Linked DNA regions of Gossypium raimondii: region 2 is linked to region 1. Evidence: chromatin contacts called from public Hi-C data. All regions are on one chromosome and are shown on one strand. Each heading gives the region's core, a stretch centred on a gene start, on an enhancer-like site or on the middle of the called end of the contact. The rest is flanking DNA. Distances are from core to core; before and after follow the strand shown.

What was found. A called contact is a pair of places that touch in the nucleus more often than the background predicts.
Region 2: a contact with region 1 is called in a Hi-C map of leaf, with 2.7 times the contacts expected there. The contact joins the promoter of LOC105772779 here to the promoter of LOC105774320 in region 1. A contact is called at or near these places in 2 of 2 Hi-C or Micro-C datasets (both in leaf).

The regions. Positions count from the first base shown.
Region 1 is chr6:11,777,929-11,782,261 of ASM2569854v1, forward strand. LOC105774320 (probable acyl-[acyl-carrier-protein]--UDP-N-acetylglucosamine O-acyltransferase, mitochondrial) reads left to right here and starts at 2,069. Exons shown (of 10, transcript XM_012596773.2): 1 at 2,069-2,320; 2 at 2,412-2,491; 3 at 2,857-2,981; 4 at 3,085-3,193; 5 at 3,355-3,447; 6 at 3,558-3,674; 7 at 4,023-4,127. The coding sequence starts at 2,236.
Region 2 is chr6:11,960,056-11,964,388 of ASM2569854v1, forward strand. It overlaps LOC105772779 (tetraspanin-2), which reads left to right and starts at 2,000. Exons shown (of 2, transcript XM_052632314.1): 1 at 2,000-2,642; 2 at 3,344-3,830. The coding sequence starts at 2,145. The coding sequence ends at 3,655. LOC105772776 reads right to left here. Exons shown (of 7, transcript XM_012594224.2): 6 at 4,246-4,333; 7 at 3,675-3,981. The coding sequence ends at 3,904.

The DNA of each region.
Region 1 (4,333 bases), core at 819-3,318:
CCAATAGCAGTACCACCTCGTCTTTCATCTATGGACCTGCGACACCACCATAACCAAGCAACATCAATAAAATACATGGCATAAATATTTACCTTAGTAGCATCATTCATGATTCCTTTAGCACGAAAGTATTGCCCCATCCCCCACAAGAAGTTCTTTACATCTTTTCTGGACCTCATCCCACTGAACTCTTTCAGCAATGGGATATCTATCTTAGGCATAGATGTCGCAACCAACACGCTATTACTAGAAGCAATTTTGTAGATATTGAGCTCCCTTTTGAGCTCCTCAAGCTGTTCCTTCAAGGTTGACACCATAGCCTCGAGAGCATCATTCTTCTTAGTTACCTCACCCACAATGATATTTAGGATCCCTTGCATCCATATTGTCACTGAAGGCCTTTGCTACTTGGTCTTTGAGCTGATCATGCCTCGTTTCCAGCTCTGTGTTACACTCATCAACTTCCTCGAGGGTCTCCTTCACATCACCGTTAGAGCCTTCAAGTTTGGCCACTCTACCATTTAAGGTCGACAACATATCCCTCGATCGACTTATTTTCCTAACCCTTCCACGGGTCTCCATTGACTCATTCTGATCAACAACTTCTTTTGACTTCTTGAACAATGCCTTCGCAACCTTAGCTCTAATACTAACTGTCACAGGGCTAGACCTTTCGTTTCACAATCCGCACGCCCTTAAGTGATTTCTTCACTTCAAATGCACCTAAGTCAACTAACTCTCGCAAAGTGAGGATTCTCGCAGAATTCCTCTAAGGCACTGAAAATATAGCGGAAGCAATCTCAAAGACAAAATAAACTTAAAAGAGCAGAATAGTTACAAAAAAAAAATGCACACCAAGTGGTTGAGTAAACGCTCTTAATATTATTTAACTCAGAAAGAATAAAATGATTACAAATGAAGGGGGAGACCTCTATTTATAGTTGAACTCCTCCAAATTTAACAGTACAGATCGATTTACATTAACGGCTAAGATTACTTCCCATCTACAATTAAGAGTCGTAAGGGATTTAAACTCTATACAATCTTATCATTTAAGATTTACACTATTTACCCTGATAACTCTAGTTTTACTGGAGTGTTTCACTAGGCTATCAAGGCTTCAAGTAGATGGGTTTCTCCACGGGTTCCACGAATCAAGTCAATTCATGTGGGTCAAATGAACCCCGTTTAATAAATTGAACTCTATGGGGCGTTTTATGCGTATTGGTCACGAGCTTTGACCCACAGTTCGTGACATGTCACAGGTGAACTGACCATCCTGTCATTACTACTTTCTCCTTATCTCCTCCCTTATTGAAACTCTCTATCAACAAAGCACAAATTCCACCTTAAAATTTGAAAAGAGAATTTAAATAATAAAAAATACTTCTTTCCAATGAAACTTTAAAAATTCTAATATTTATTTTTCCAAATGAAAATTCACCTTAAAATTATGAAAATCATTTTACAAATAAATTTCTTTCATAAAATATATGGACTCAACACATCTTACAACACCTTTAATATTTCATGAAGTATATTATTTGACACAGAATCTCAAATGCAAACTAATATTTCTAAAACCAGAGCAATAGTTGAATCGGTCAGACCATTGGTTTGTTGGCTTGATCAGTCCAATTAGTTCGATAAAAAAATTATAAAAAATTTAAAACAATAAAAAATATTAAAAAATAATAAAACTCAGTTCAATTGTCAGTTCAAACGATCCGTACTGATTCTAAATCCAAACGGTTCAATGTCATTCTTCGTACCGACACCCTAACTAATTCCTAATGTTCGGCCGATTTCAAAGATCATTGATGCAAATTCACCATTTTATATCATAAATAAATAAATACAGAACATAAGAAAATCATATTTTTGGTAGAATTTAATGAATTGAATCTTATCAATTACTGGGCCTCGTGTGGGCCGTAGTCCGAGAATTACTGGGCCTCAATAACCGAGTTCTTTGAGGTCAAATGTGGATCTCCTTCCATACAACAAGCGTCCAGTCGGATAAACGAACAGTCTAGATTTAATGCGAGTAAAATAGTACGCTACAAACGAGTAAAATCTGGGATGAAGAAGACAAGACAGGTCAAACCTCTTTCACAAAGCAGGCAACAACATAGCGGCCGAAGCCAAAACATTCTTTCAACTCTGTTAAAAGTTCAAAAAATAAAACAGGTCGGAAAAATATCAGCTATTGCCAAAGACTGAGAGCGAAAATCTATGAATTCCCTGCTCAAGTTTCGAAGGCCTTTAAGTTCTTCTCTCACTTCACTATCTTTGCAGCGCCTCTCTACAACTCTCCACTGTAAACCCTTCCTCTATCTTTAATATATCATAATATGAAGATTGAACAACTTGCTGAGTGGGCTTCTTCTCTGTATGTGATTGTGAAACAGATGCTTTCGAAGAGAAAAAGGAGGGGACGAGCTTTATACACCCCACTGCAATTGTTCATCCCAATGCTGTGATTGGCCAGGTGCTTTGTTTTCTACTCTCTCTTCTTTGTTTAATAGCTGCCGCTTTCTTTTCTCTTAAGAGGCACTGGTGTTCATGTATCAGAAATCTGTGATTTGTTTTGACTGTTAAAGCTAAGATCTTTGTTGGCTTTTCCCTGTCAATCAATTTGCTCCTTTACCAATGGTTCTTGTTGAATTGTCTTTTGATACCAAGATTAAATCAACCCAGAAGAATAAATAAGGGTAAAACTTTCAAAGCTTTTTTTTTTTTTTTACTTCAAAGCAGCTTAATTTATTGGTGTAATAAAGAGATATACTTCTCTAATTGCCTTTTCATTTAGCTATAGTCTATAGATTCACTAAAATTTCGAAATTAATGGCACAGGGTGTTTCAGTAGGTCCTTTATGTACAATTGGTCCTTCGGCAAAACTAGGAAATGGGTGTCAAATGCATCCTTCCAGCCATATTTTTGGGAATACAGAATTGGGGAGCCACTGCGTTTTGATGACGTGAGTTTTATTTGGCTGCTTTTTCATCTTCTTTGTGAGGTTCTGTTAGAAATATATATATTTTATGTTGTAATTTATTTAAGTACTAAACTTTATCAGGCAGTGGTGCGGTGGTTGGTGATGATCTTCCTGGGCATACTGTAATAGGATGCAATAACATCATCGGGCATCATGCCGTGGTTGGTATTAAATGCCAAGACATGAAGTACAAGGTAACTTATCTTATTATGCTTTTGGTGCATAATCAATTGCATGCTGCTAATGACTAGATGTATCTCGCATGTACATATCGACAACATTGATGCACTATGCTTCAAATGTTAAACTTTAGCAAAAAAAAAATGATCTTGTCCTTGTATTTCTGTGGTATTAGTTAGGGGATGAATGTTTTCTTGATGTTGGGGACAACAATGAGATCAGAGAATTTACTTCAATCCACCGATCTTCAAAGTCACGTGATGGAACGGTAAATTAGAATATAAAATAACCACATATTTGTTTACTTATATCATAGTAAGAAACATGTGTATATTCTCTAGTCCTTTTCTTCCCTTTCTTAACTAGCTGTCTTATCAGGTTATTGGTGATAACAATCTCATCATGGGGTCTTGTCATATTGCACATGACTGCAAAATTGGTAACAATAATATATTTGCTAATACCACTCTCCTGGCAGGACATGTCATCGTGGAGGTAAGTCTTCTTAATGTTTGTTGGAGTCATTCTGCATGTTTCTCTTGTAGACAACAGTCTCTGCTTAGAACTTGATTCAAGTGCTACAATGTAGGACTATGTGCACACTGGAGGAGCTACTGTTGTTCATCAATTTTGTTATATTGGCTCATTTTCTTTCATCGGTGGTGGATCAGTGGTATGATTGCATAAATGACCTACACTGCAAAAAGATGCTAATTAAGCCCACTAGTAGCGTAGTCCACCTGTAGGACAGTTCAATCATAGTGCCGAAGACTTTTAAGCATTTTCTTTTTGCATTTACAAAAAGAATTGAACCATGTTTGCTATTCATTTCTATGCATGAAGGTTTCGCAAGATGTCCCAAAGTACATGATGGTTTCTGGAGATAGAGCTGAGCTTCGTGGTTTGAATTTTGAGGGTCTTCGGCGTTGTGGATTCCAAGTCACAGAGGTTGTTGGAAAAATTCAACTTTTATTATGATGGCTTATAGTTTAGTTCTATCATAATATTAGTGTAAGATAGATAAGACGTTAGTTGAAAAGGTTCCTTTAATTGTTGATGTAGTCTTCCACCAATTAAAATCTCATATCATTGTCATCTGGATTTTGCTTGAGGTTTTTAGCTACCTGCATGTTGTGCAGCCTGAAACTATTCTA
Region 2 (4,333 bases), core at 750-3,249, 180 kb after region 1:
TTAGACTCCTTTCTCCTAATCTTTCTCGGATTCCTCTTTGATTACCTCCCCTATGGATCCACTTCTGGGAACATTTGTGTTGGTTTCGTACTTATTTATTCTGCTTGACTGCATTTTGAATGCTTTGTTTAAGTTTTGTGTAAGTGAAGCAACCTATTCCTAGAGTTTCTCAATTGCAGTGTTTTGGAAAGTTGGCACTCCCTCACCTACTTGGAAAGCAATGTTTCTATCACCTTTTGTCTTGTTGCGTTTGACATCCTTAAGGTTTATCTCGAAAGTTTGCAAAGAGCCAATAAGTTCATCGATTTCCAAACTTTCAATATCTTTAGCCTCCTCAATAATAGTGACCTTAATAGAAAATCTCTTAAGGAAAAACCTCAACACCTTACTAACTAACTTGGCATTTGAATATTCCTCTCCCAATGCAAATGTCTGATTTGAAAGATTATATAACTTTGCATAGTACTCTCCAATAGTTTCTGATTGCTAAATTCTCAGGCTCTCAAATTTGGATGTTAGCAATTGTATTTTCTATTTTTTAATAGTAAAGGTACCTTCACGAGCAATCTCCAATATATCTCAGGCAACCTTTGCAACTATGCATTTAGCAATTCTCTTAAACCCTTGCATATCCACTTCACAAAATATTGCATGTAAGGTCTTGGAGTTTATGTTTGCAAGCCTTTCTTCAACAGTAGTCCACTATATTTCTGGCTTGATAATTCTACCATCTTAGTATCCATTTTGGGTTATCCTCATCCAGTCAATGCAACTCTCCATGCCTTCTCATCAATAGATTTAATGTATGCTTTCATATGTGTTTTCTAGTAAGCATAATTGTCAACTTCTAGCATAGGGAGTTTTGAAGTAGAATAACATTCCATAGCTTGGATCTAGCAACACCACGGGTCTCCACTGCCTACTTTAAGTGGGAGGCTCTGATACCAATTTAAATAATTAAAACTTTGTTGAGAATCAAACTGCTCAAGTGAAGTGGTGCCTAAGGTATTGAACACTCTTTCAACCACTAAACGAAAACAATAAAGAAACAAAATACAAGAAAGATGTTTACACAGTTCAGTTTTCCTACGTTTGTAGAGCCTAGCTCAATGAGAAATATTCACTCTCTTTATTAATGGCACAAAGTAAACCTACTCAATTATACCCCATGATAATTTTCTTCACCCTTATACTTTGAAGACTCGATACTTTCACCACTAAATTCACCTAGCAATTAAAATCACAACACTAAATTCACCTAGCAATTAAAATCACAACACAAAGGTTTTACTATCAATATGCCCTTATAAAATAAGGTTTCTTACTTAGAATAAATTAAATGCTCAACTCTTTATATACATAAATGCATATAAGTCTCTCAATTCTATAGAGTTCGAGACTTGCTTACATAAGAAGATCTATCACAATCACTATAAAACAACCACTATATAAGCTAAATACAAGATAATATTAATACAAAAGATAAATAAGGATTCTAGACAGCTATGTCTTTAGTGAATCAATCCAATACAACTTTCTCGATTTAAGAGATTAGATGAGGGAAATCTTGTTCAACCTAATCACCAATATATGATTCTCCAATTGATATGATCTCCCATAATAAGCTAGATATCATCTATATAATCAATAGTCAAAATAATCAGTTCAATAAATTGCCAACACCTTAAATATGAGAATAGGCCCCATACATAGTTGGTGGGCACTGACACCAAATTGTCAATTTCATATTTTTCAACAGTTCTTAATTTGGAATTCAAGGAAGAGACTTCCGTAAGATGATTAAAGTTTAATCAATGGGAGCCAGATTAGATGAAATCGTGATTCATGAGAATCGACGACTTAAAAAAAAGAGGAAATCACCCTTTTCTCTTTACCAAAAAAAATCGAATGACCTTTTTGTAACTCGGCCTCAATTTTCCCTTACCATTTTGACTTCTTAAAACGTTTCCCTTTTTAAAACCAAATCAAATATCACATGGTAACCTTACAGATTTGTTGGGAATGTAAGTAATCAAGATTAAGATGTTTACTGGTTTCTAACATATGAGCCATTAAAAGAGCTTTCCAACTTCAAACACAGTCTCAAAATTCTCTCCTAAACTCTTCTCTTCCTTGAACCTATCATGGGAGTAGCCAATAACATAACAGCAGTTCTCAACTTCGTAGCCTTCCTCTGCTCCATCCCCATCATGGCAGCTGGCATCTGGCTCGCCCAACAGCCTGACAACGGCTACATCCACCTTTTGTGATGGCCAGTCGTTCTCCTTGGTTTCCTCATCCTCCTTGTCTCTCTTGCTGGCTTTGTCGGTGCCTACCGCAACAAGGAAACACCGTTGGCCTTCTATCTTTGCTGCATGGCCATCCTCATTGGTCTCCTCCTCATCTTGCTGGTATTTGCCTTCATCGTTACCAGACCTGATGGGAGCTACGGTGTGCCTGGAAGGGGTTACCAGGAGTATAGGCTTGATGGCTACTCTAGCTGGCTTACAAACCATGTAGTTGACTCCAAGAGCTGGAATAAGATCAGGGATAGTTTGGCTGACACCGATGTCTGTCCTAAGTTGACTCAACAGTTCATCACCGCTGATCAGTTTTTTGCTACTCATCTCTCTCCTCTTCAGGTAAATCGTTTCAATTATGGCCATATTTCTTATTCTTTGATGAAAATACGAGTACCCTTTTAAATTTTCCATTTGTTATTGTATAGTAAAGCCATCAAACAGATTAAGTTCATTGCTATTTACCTGAAATATCAGAGGAATTACTTCTAACCAAACTGGTCTTTAGATCTTAACTTTCCTCACTGTAACTTTAAAGCTTTTTTTTTTTTTAATCTTCAACGACCTCCTATGACATTGTTTTACTTTTCCGCATTTTTTAACTGGTTTTCCCAGTGAAGATAGATCCTTTTGTTGATGGTTATTGGATGATTGAATTTACGTTGATCACACACTCCCAAGTTGGTGGAACAGGACATGATTTGATGTCCTAAAGCAGGGCCCACTCACCTCACTAAGACCATAAAGTAGGACCCACTATTATGGGCTTAATCTTTAATTTAGGGAAAACAATGACACCAGAGTTCATCGGCCCCCCTCATGAATGGATCGGTTTAATCCACAAGATCATTAGTTCAAGCACATGTCGTGTGCTGTGGGGCAACCAAGCAACGCCGAATGAAGTTTATAAACAATTACCAGCTTTGGCAACACATGGTGACTATGTGGGCATTGTTTAGAGAGGAGGTGTTACTTTATCCTTTATCCTTTTTGTTGTTGTTTTGTTTTTGGTTTAAATCTTTCATTTTTGTTATGTTTGATAGTCAGGGTGTTGTAAGCCTCCAACAATATGTGGCTACACTTTTGTGAACCCAACGTTGTGGACAAACCCGGTGAACCCAGCAGGGGACCCTGACTGCAACCTATGGAGCAATGACCAGACCCAACTCTGCTATAACTGCAACTCATGCAAAGCTGGTCTGCTGGGGAACCTGAGGAGAGAATGGAGGAAAGCCAACATAATTCTCATTGTGGCAGTGGTGGAACTAATATGGGTCTATATCATTGCTTGCAGTGCCTTCAAGAATGCCCAAACGGAGGACCTCTTCAACCGCTACAAACAGGGTTGGACTTAAAAAATAAAATAAAATAACCTTTGGTTCAATGTGTCTGTTGTATGTATTCCAATGTTATGGTTCTTATATCTAGAAAATGCGTGGACAGTGAGGAAGGGTACTTATTACACTGTAATTAATGAAAACGAGAATACAATTTCAAATTATCAACTTCTTCACGACTATAAGGTTCTTGGATTTGTGCAAAAAAGAAAACTCATTGATAGGAAGAAAATCCTCATAATCTTCAGACTGATAGTGATAGCTTCTTAAGCAGTAGAAAGCTTCCTAGAGTAAACAATGTACATAGGATCTGAGCGTCCTGGATTAGGAGATATATCAACAGCCTGTAGACAAAAATGAATTTCTTTTAGGCTCAGATTAGTGTCTACCATAAACTTGGGTGCTTTTAAATTGGATATATACATAAAGCACGTATTCACATCAATGCAGACTGGCAACACCTAGTTTCCATTTGGAAACTTTGGGGCTTATCTTAAAATATTTGCAACAGCGTATATAGAGTTAAGAGATTGCCGGCTAATGGTTGTCCAAGAAAAACTTGAGGGGTGAAGAGCCTATTATGAGACAAAATATTAAATATTGTTTACCTGAGGAGGTTCAAATCCGCCAGCATAATGGAAATATGACCCAACAATCAAAGCATGATCGGTGTCACCAGTGGATGTCCATATAGAG